Linked DNA regions of Cricetulus griseus: region 2 is linked to region 1. The links are chromatin contacts, called in public Hi-C maps. All regions are on one chromosome and are shown on one strand. Each heading gives the region's core, a stretch centred on a gene start, on an enhancer-like site or on the middle of the called end of the contact. The rest is flanking DNA. Distances are from core to core; before and after follow the strand shown.

The links. A called contact is a pair of places that touch in the nucleus more often than the background predicts.
Region 2: a Hi-C map of the CHO-K1 cell line shows a contact between it and region 1, with 6 times the contacts expected there. The contact joins the enhancer-like site here to the promoter of Vim in region 1. A contact is called at or near these places in 3 of 8 Hi-C or Micro-C datasets (the CHO-K1 cell line and fibroblasts).

Annotation. Positions count from the first base shown.
Region 1 is chr3:218,982,420-218,986,197 of CriGri-PICRH-1.0, forward strand. Vim (vimentin) reads right to left here and starts at 2,163. Exons shown (of 9, transcript XM_027405246.2): 1 at 1,454-2,163; 2 at 862-922. The coding sequence starts at 2,016.
Region 2 is chr3:219,128,965-219,132,524 of CriGri-PICRH-1.0, forward strand. All of the region lies in intron 27 of Cubn (cubilin), which reads left to right. Among named protein-coding and RNA genes, the nearest start is that of Cubn, 69 kb to the left of the region's middle. Within about 2 kb of position 1,292, at least 3 of the 6 cell types and tissues checked have open chromatin away from gene starts, as enhancers often do. A contact at or near this core is called in the CHO-K1 cell line, where this site is marked.

The DNA of each region.
Region 1 (3,778 bases), core at 913-3,412:
TCAGTCTAGGATTTATCTTTAATTGTGGAGGGTGCTAACCAGTCTACAACTCCATAAGAGGAACCCTTTCCGGGAGGACTGTAGCTTTAAGAACTTTGTACACCACATACTTCACAAGCTTGAGCCAGACATTAGATAAGGGATGTTAGCAAATACTTGTGTCCAATTGGAACTGTGGTTACATCATTACATATTCAATAAGAATGTAGCCTGTTGCAAAGCTGCTCTGGGAACACAAAGGCTCCTATTATTTCTGTCCAGAGCCACCGCATTTGCCAGAATGTCGGTATCCACATTCCATAGTGAAGCCCATAGAAACTTTTAATACCCTTCAGCAGCGGGAACAGATGGCTTCCTTTCACCCTTGTTAGATTACAAAAATAGTTGTGCAACGACACTTCAGCTAACTTTCATGCAGTACCGAACTTCGAAGAAAGAAAGGGAACTTGGCTCAATTCCAGTTAAACTTTCTCATCCTCCAGAGTATTCTACATTTCAAACTTGAGGACGCAACTGTGCTTTGTGTGACCTTGTGAAAGTTAGCTGATTTGACTTTCACAAACGGCATTCTAATCAAACTGTAAGCGTTCAGAATCAGAAGGTCAACGTTTCAAAAAATGAAAGGGAAATATTTTGGGGGAACAGAAAAATCTGAATGTCCCCTCCCCGGGGGAAAAAAAAAAAACATAGAAAAACTTCATGTTGCAAGGATTGACCTAAACAGTGGAGTTTTTCAATATGTGGACTTTCTGCCACCAGGGGCTTTACAGGCAGACTTGAAGTTTTGCACCTTTAAATCCTGGGTGAAGTAACTTTTAGAACTGCGAGTGGTTTGGGTGGGTGGGGCTGTTGGCTACAAACCTGTCTGAAGGACTGCAGGGTGCTCTCGGCTTCCTCTCTCTGGAGCATCTCCTCCTGCAATCTGAAGCAGTAGTACATTAAGCAGAGTGGAACTGGGAAACCACCAGGGGCGGGGCGGCCACACCCAACCACATCGCAGCCAAGCCAGGAGGCCAGAGCTGCTGTGACACCTCCACCCACACCAGCGACAACAGCTTTGTCGAGCTCCCTGCCCTCAGCAGGTGTTAGCTGGAGTTGGGGCACAGCCTAAAAAGACAATCACTGCCCTTCCCTAGACCTGCACAAGGAACCTCAGTCCCAGCATCCCAGCCGCCTCTGCCGTCTCTTTGTCTCAGATCCTTCACACTCATCCTCTCTTCCTGCCACCAGAAGGGGCTAGAAAACTTTTTTAAAAGTTCAGGTGAAAAGCTCGAGTGGAGCCAGAAGGGAAATGTTCACTGCAAAGTTTAGGTTCAGGGTGGGGCCGCTTCCTCTGCTATCCTCCAGACAACCACCACCCCGGCCACATCCCCAAGGGCGTGGCAGCCCTCGAGCAGGGCCCAGGACTCTTCTCCCTCCCAGAGCCCCACCACTCGCGTGGATCATGCCTTACTTCTCTCGCAGCCGCATGATGTCCTCTGCCAGATTGTCACGCTCCACCTCGACGCGTGCCTTGTCATTGGTGAGCTGATCCACCTGCCGGCGCAGCTCCCGCATCTCCTCCTCATAGAGGTCGCCCAGGCGCGACTTGCCCTGGCCCTTGAGCTGCTCGAGCTCGGCTAGCAGGATTTTGTTCTGCTGCTCCAGAAAGCGCACCTTGTCGATGTAGTTGGCGAAGCGGTCATTCAGCTCCTGCAGTTCTACCTTTTCGTTGGTGCGGGTGTTCTTGAACTCGGTGTTAATGGCGTCCGCCAGCGAGAAGTCCACCGAATCCTGCAGCAGCCGCACGCCCGGCATGCTGCTCCGCAGGCGCACCGCAGAGGATCGGGTCACATAGGCGCCACCAGGGGATGAGGAATAGAGGCTGCGACTGGTGCTGGGGCGCAGCGCGCTGCCCAGGCTGTAGGTGCGGGTGGACGTGGTCACATAGCTCCGATTGGAGCTCGGCCGGCTCGAGGTGCCGGGACCACCGAACATCCTGCGGTAAGAGGACGAGGACACGGACCTGGTGGACATGGTTTCGAGGGCGAAGGTGGGCTAGGCTGCTGCAGCTGCAAGGACTGGCTCCGATAGGAGAGCGAGGGCACGGTGCAGGCGAACCGTGGGAGCGCTGCTGTCTCTGGGGTCCCCGAGCAAGAGTGGCAGAGGACCGGACCCCGCCAAGGGCGCTGCTTTTATAACACTGTTGGGAAAGAGGGTCCCCTCCCACTGTCATCCTAGCCGCGGGGCGCGCCAACCAATGGGCACCCAGAGAGAAGTGAGGAAGGCGGGAGGGGGAGGAGGGGAGGGGGGCTCCCTGGAGCCTTCTTCCAGGGCCGTCGGTGATCCGACACAGTCCCCTTACTTCTTAGACAGGGCTAGGACTTTCAGGGGCTTTCTGGATGATCACACAAATTCTCTGCTCACGCCTGGGTTCTAAGAAAGGAGGGAGGGATCGAGGGATGGATGTGTGGGGGAAGGGGAACTCCGGAAAGTTGAGCGAAGTGGTCCCTGGCACTGTGCCAAAGGGGCGTGGGACAAGGCGCGCCGGTGGGAGGGGCGCGGTCTCGGCGCTGCGGTCTTCTGGGACTGGGTGGGTGGGAAGACCTGTGAACAGAGGAGCAGGAAGAGCCAGCAAAAGCGGTCCTGCAGATCGGAAGGCGGGGAGAGAAACAAAGAGGGCCTGAGATTGGGGTGTGGGGCGGAGAAGCACTTAGCCTAGGATACCAGGTTCAGGGCCGGGCTCTTGGACACTTTGTAGAGGGCATGTTTTGGGTGGTCGTATCCTGGGATCTAACGGACTCAATCCAACTCCAGAGGGCCAGGATCCAAGGCCTCTGGAGTAAAGCCCAGGGGACCAGGGTGGGGTCGCTGAGTCAGTGGTGATGACTCACCCAGCCCTGAGGGTGAGATCGTCTAGCGGTTCAGGGAAAACCGTTAGTTGAGATTGACTCCAGACTCTGAGAACTCCAAGCTCATTGTCCCAAGTTTTTAACCAACTCTGAGCACGGCCACTCTTTTGATTGTTTTATGGAGACACCAGTGTGGTGAGTTCTCCTTAGGAAAAAGCCTCTGGGACACAGAAAACATCCCACCCCTCCCAGACCGCAAACATACTCAGAAAGGCTTTTCTTGCAAAGTTCCCTCCCGCGTTTCCCTCCCTTCTCTTCTTCCTGCATGAAACCACACCCTAAGTTCTGGGTGAAAGAGGAAACTACACTGGTAGTTTCAAAAACAAGCTCAATGATCACGGCCTTTTCTGAAAGTGGAATTCATTAAAAGATAACCCGAGCCAGACAAGAATTCATTAGGTATTGGGAAAAAAAGTCCAATTGTCCAATTTGATGAATGAGTTCAAATGAAAGGCAATTACGTAACTTAAGAGATACACTGAAGAAACAGATTTGTGTTGATTTTAGGGCACTGATGCAGGGGACAAGATTCTAGTGACTGGTCTGGACAATGTCACAGCTCCTTTCCCCCACCCCGCAAGAACTCGTGAAATATAACTTGAAATGGAGATGCAACTGTCCACAGAACAAAAGATTCAGACAGTGTTTAGATCCAGCGACTGCCACCTTTCAAAGGGAAAGCAACCGCTCAACCCAAGGCTATTGTTCCACTGTTAGCAACTAGGAAGGACTAAGGGATCTCCATTCTCCCAGGGAGATGGAGCTTCCAGGAAAGGGAAGACAGGCCCCTTGAGATTAAGAAGAAAAAAAATCAATCACAGTTGCTTTGGGGAGTACTTTGAAGGGGTATTTATGAAGTACCGAAAGAATTAATTACAAAAGAACTG
Region 2 (3,560 bases), core at 42-2,541, 150 kb after region 1:
TGTTCAGATTCTATGTGCCTCAATTTCTTCGGTAAAATGGAGCAATCAGAGTAAATGAGCTAAGAAGCATGGAGAATGAGAACAGAGCCCAGCACCCAACAAACAAATGCTGCCTGTTGTTACTGGCACTAATGGAAGCGATGCTCCTGAACCACAGGCATTAACAGAGCATCCATCCTGCAGGCGGAGGGAATTAACCACCCCTCTTCAGGTTTCGTCCCTTTCCTCTTGCCTTCTGTCTGCAGCCAGCTTCTTTGTGATGGCACTTTTCACAAAGGATACATAGATGACAACACTCTATTCTAACCCATGTATCTAACTGAAGCTCTGAGAAAAAACAATGAAGAAAGGAGATTTCATTAACACACTAGAAGATTTGGAAACTGTCATTACAGCTCAAAAAACCATATTGTTCTTTGTAATCCCTTAACAGAGAATGAGGACTTTTGTTACAACCTAACAATTTTTGTAGAAAGAAAATTTTGGTGAAGAAAACAATAACATTTTTCCTTGACTAGTTGATGACTTTCATGATTCTGAATTATTACACCTGCACAACTCCATGGTAGAGACAGCAATACTGTCTTCATTCCAGAGCTGCTAGGCATTTTAACCTAGACTAATGCCCGGCAGAGAACACATGCCCATAAACAGTGTATTGTTATGCTAGCATGAACAGAATCTCACAAAGTATCGTTTGCCCTCTGGAGCCTTTTATACTAAGTAAAGAGCTACAGCTGAGACCTGAGGAGTTGTTTCAGTTACTAAAGTGATTGTCATACAAGCATGAGGACCTGAGTTCAGATTCCTCTATAGAAACCTGGATGTGACATCACACCTCACATCTCTGTAATCCCAGCCCTGGGGGATCCGGGTGAGGAAACAGGAGGGTCCCTGGGTCTGGTCAGCCAACCCAGTTAAATTGGGAAGAAACTTTGTTTCAAAATATAGAGAACAATTGAAGCACCCAGTGTTGATCTCTGGCCTCCACACAGCAACACACATGTGGACTGAGACCCACATTCTCATGAAAAGGTCCTCCACATACATACTTACACACCCAGGCCACAGAGTTGAACACAGGAGTGTCCCCATGTGTGGAGACCAGGGCTCCCTCCCTCTGCCTTTCCACTTTCTTACAAAGGCCACAGGGCTCCTCTGTGTGAATCTGAGCAGCCTGGTAATTAAAATCTCACTTCCTGGTTGGAGCAAAGCAGAGTAGCAAAGGAGACTCTGTGTGAGCAGCAATGGGGCTGCCTCTCTTTGATCTGCAGGGCTCCTCCTTGCTCACTTCCTGAGTAGATGAGTCACATTTCCTAGAATTGTCCTTTAGAGGAAGTCCACTTCTAGGACTTCAGCATTCTGCTTATGGCTCAGAGAAGTGAGTAGGCCACCTGCCACTCACAAGCAAGTGTAAGCAGCAGCTGTATGCCAGTCCTTCAGTTTTCTTCTTGTCACCAGCTGTGAGATGCCAGCCCTCTGCTAGGATCATCTACTTTCAGAACTTTTGAGAAGTATAGCAACGAGGCTTTGCTCTCTTACATCATAAAGCAATCCAAGACGTGTCTTACACAAAATGTTGACCCAAAATTCCCTGGGTAAAATGTGATTTAAAAAAAAATTAAAAATTTAAGATATCTTTATTTTAATGTGATCCAAATTGTTTTTTGGGGGTAGGGAATGGTGTCTGATGGCATATACCTATAACCCCAGCACTCCAGAGGCAGGAGGATTGGTTTAAAGTCAGAATGCTGCATAAAACTTGTGTCTTTAGGGAAAGGAGGAAAGCTGCTCTTTTCTGATCATCCTCATGATGAAAAACTTTCAAGCGATTAATGCAGAGGCACCAGCCCTCAAAAGACAGCCTGCCCTTGGGTTAAAAGAGCTATGGTTTCTGCTCTCCATATCATCTCAGATTTGAAGCAAGACTATAGATGACTAAGGACTAAACCTATCAATTTCCTGAACTACCTTTGAGCCACTTAAAAATCTTCTTATGTGCTCACAGCTTGAAATTATTTCCTACAACAGTTCCCTCGTGGTATGTCCCCGCCTCTTTTTTTATTTTTCCACACTCAGGCCAAAGGCAGAAAAGCAGAGAAGCCTGCTCTCAGGCTTGCAGGCACACTGCATGAGTGGGGAGGTGCTGGTCACAAGGCTGAATTTCAAATATTATGAATCCCAGTTGTGGATTTGGGTTTACTTTTTAAAATGAGGGAGATTTCCAATTACAGCATTATAGGTGTTATAATACATATATACAACATACATTAGCTTTTTTGGTTGGCATGTAGAATAATCACTACATTTTCATAACCATTTTAGCTTATCTTGCAGGACCCCCTCCATAGTGCCCCTCTGCTTTCTTTTCTCATGTTAAGAACCTGTAAGGACATTTTACTTTCAGTTCTTATTTAACAGCTTTCCTCTTTCTCCTGTGGCAACTTGGGGAAAGAGGCAGGTGCAAGCACTTTAAGTCTCTAAGGCTCAAGGCTCTATGATTTCACGTTTTTTCTATCAACTAGACTTTTCTCTGTCCCAGAGTTCATCTGCAGCAGATGCAGAGATTTTTAGAAGACACAATAATATATTTTTAGAGCGCTTAGTGTTTCACTATGGCAAGATACTTGGCAGGAGGAAGGCTGCAGCTTATGGAATTAACCATTTATATATTCACAGGAGAGTATTCTTGGCTTTCAAAGCCTTTCCCTTCTCCCTGGGGAGGGAATTGAGCACGCATTGCTTCATCAGTTGCTATAAAAAACAATATTTATTGAAACTGTTTAGCCCCTGGACTACTAATTTTTAATGAATTATAATAATTAATAATAAAAAAGTTTGTTACCATGAAAAAGGAAATAATCAGGACAAAAATGGTTTTGAGATAATGCTGGAACAGACAGCTTTCCATAACAACTTTTTAGGACAGCAATGCTGATGTTTGATCCTGAGTGCAGAAACTTTGAGATATGAAAATAGCAGAATATTTTTAGTGGGCCAGCTGGGTGTCTGACAACTGAGAGGAGTGTGGAATTCTAGTGTAGGGAAAACATTACCAAGATGTATTTATATTATGATGTCGATAGTTCCCCAAAATAATGCATTAAAAATAAATTTATCTAATCAAAAAAGAACACACAGTCATTGCAGGAGATTGAGAAAACATAGGAAAGCCTAGAGAAAACAAAAAATCAAGCTATACCACTACTAATAATATTCAATATTTCCTGTTCTCTTTTTATGTTTGTTCTATTTTAATATTCATAGATTATCTCATGCATTACTTTATTATGACATTTTTCTATGGGACATATCTATTATGTTTGTTATTTTCCATGTTCTCATCCCATTACCACAGTGCAGCCTGCTGTGGGACATTTAGTATCCTGTCAATTTTCACTTTTCTAAACAATTCTGAGATAAACATCTATATAGTTAAATGTTAGCCTAAATCCATGGTTAGACACTGATTAAAAAAATAAAGCAAAGCAAGCAAAAAATACAGCAAAAGAACCAAAATCAAGCTTTTTGGCTTCTGATGTAAGTGATTCGTAGAAAGC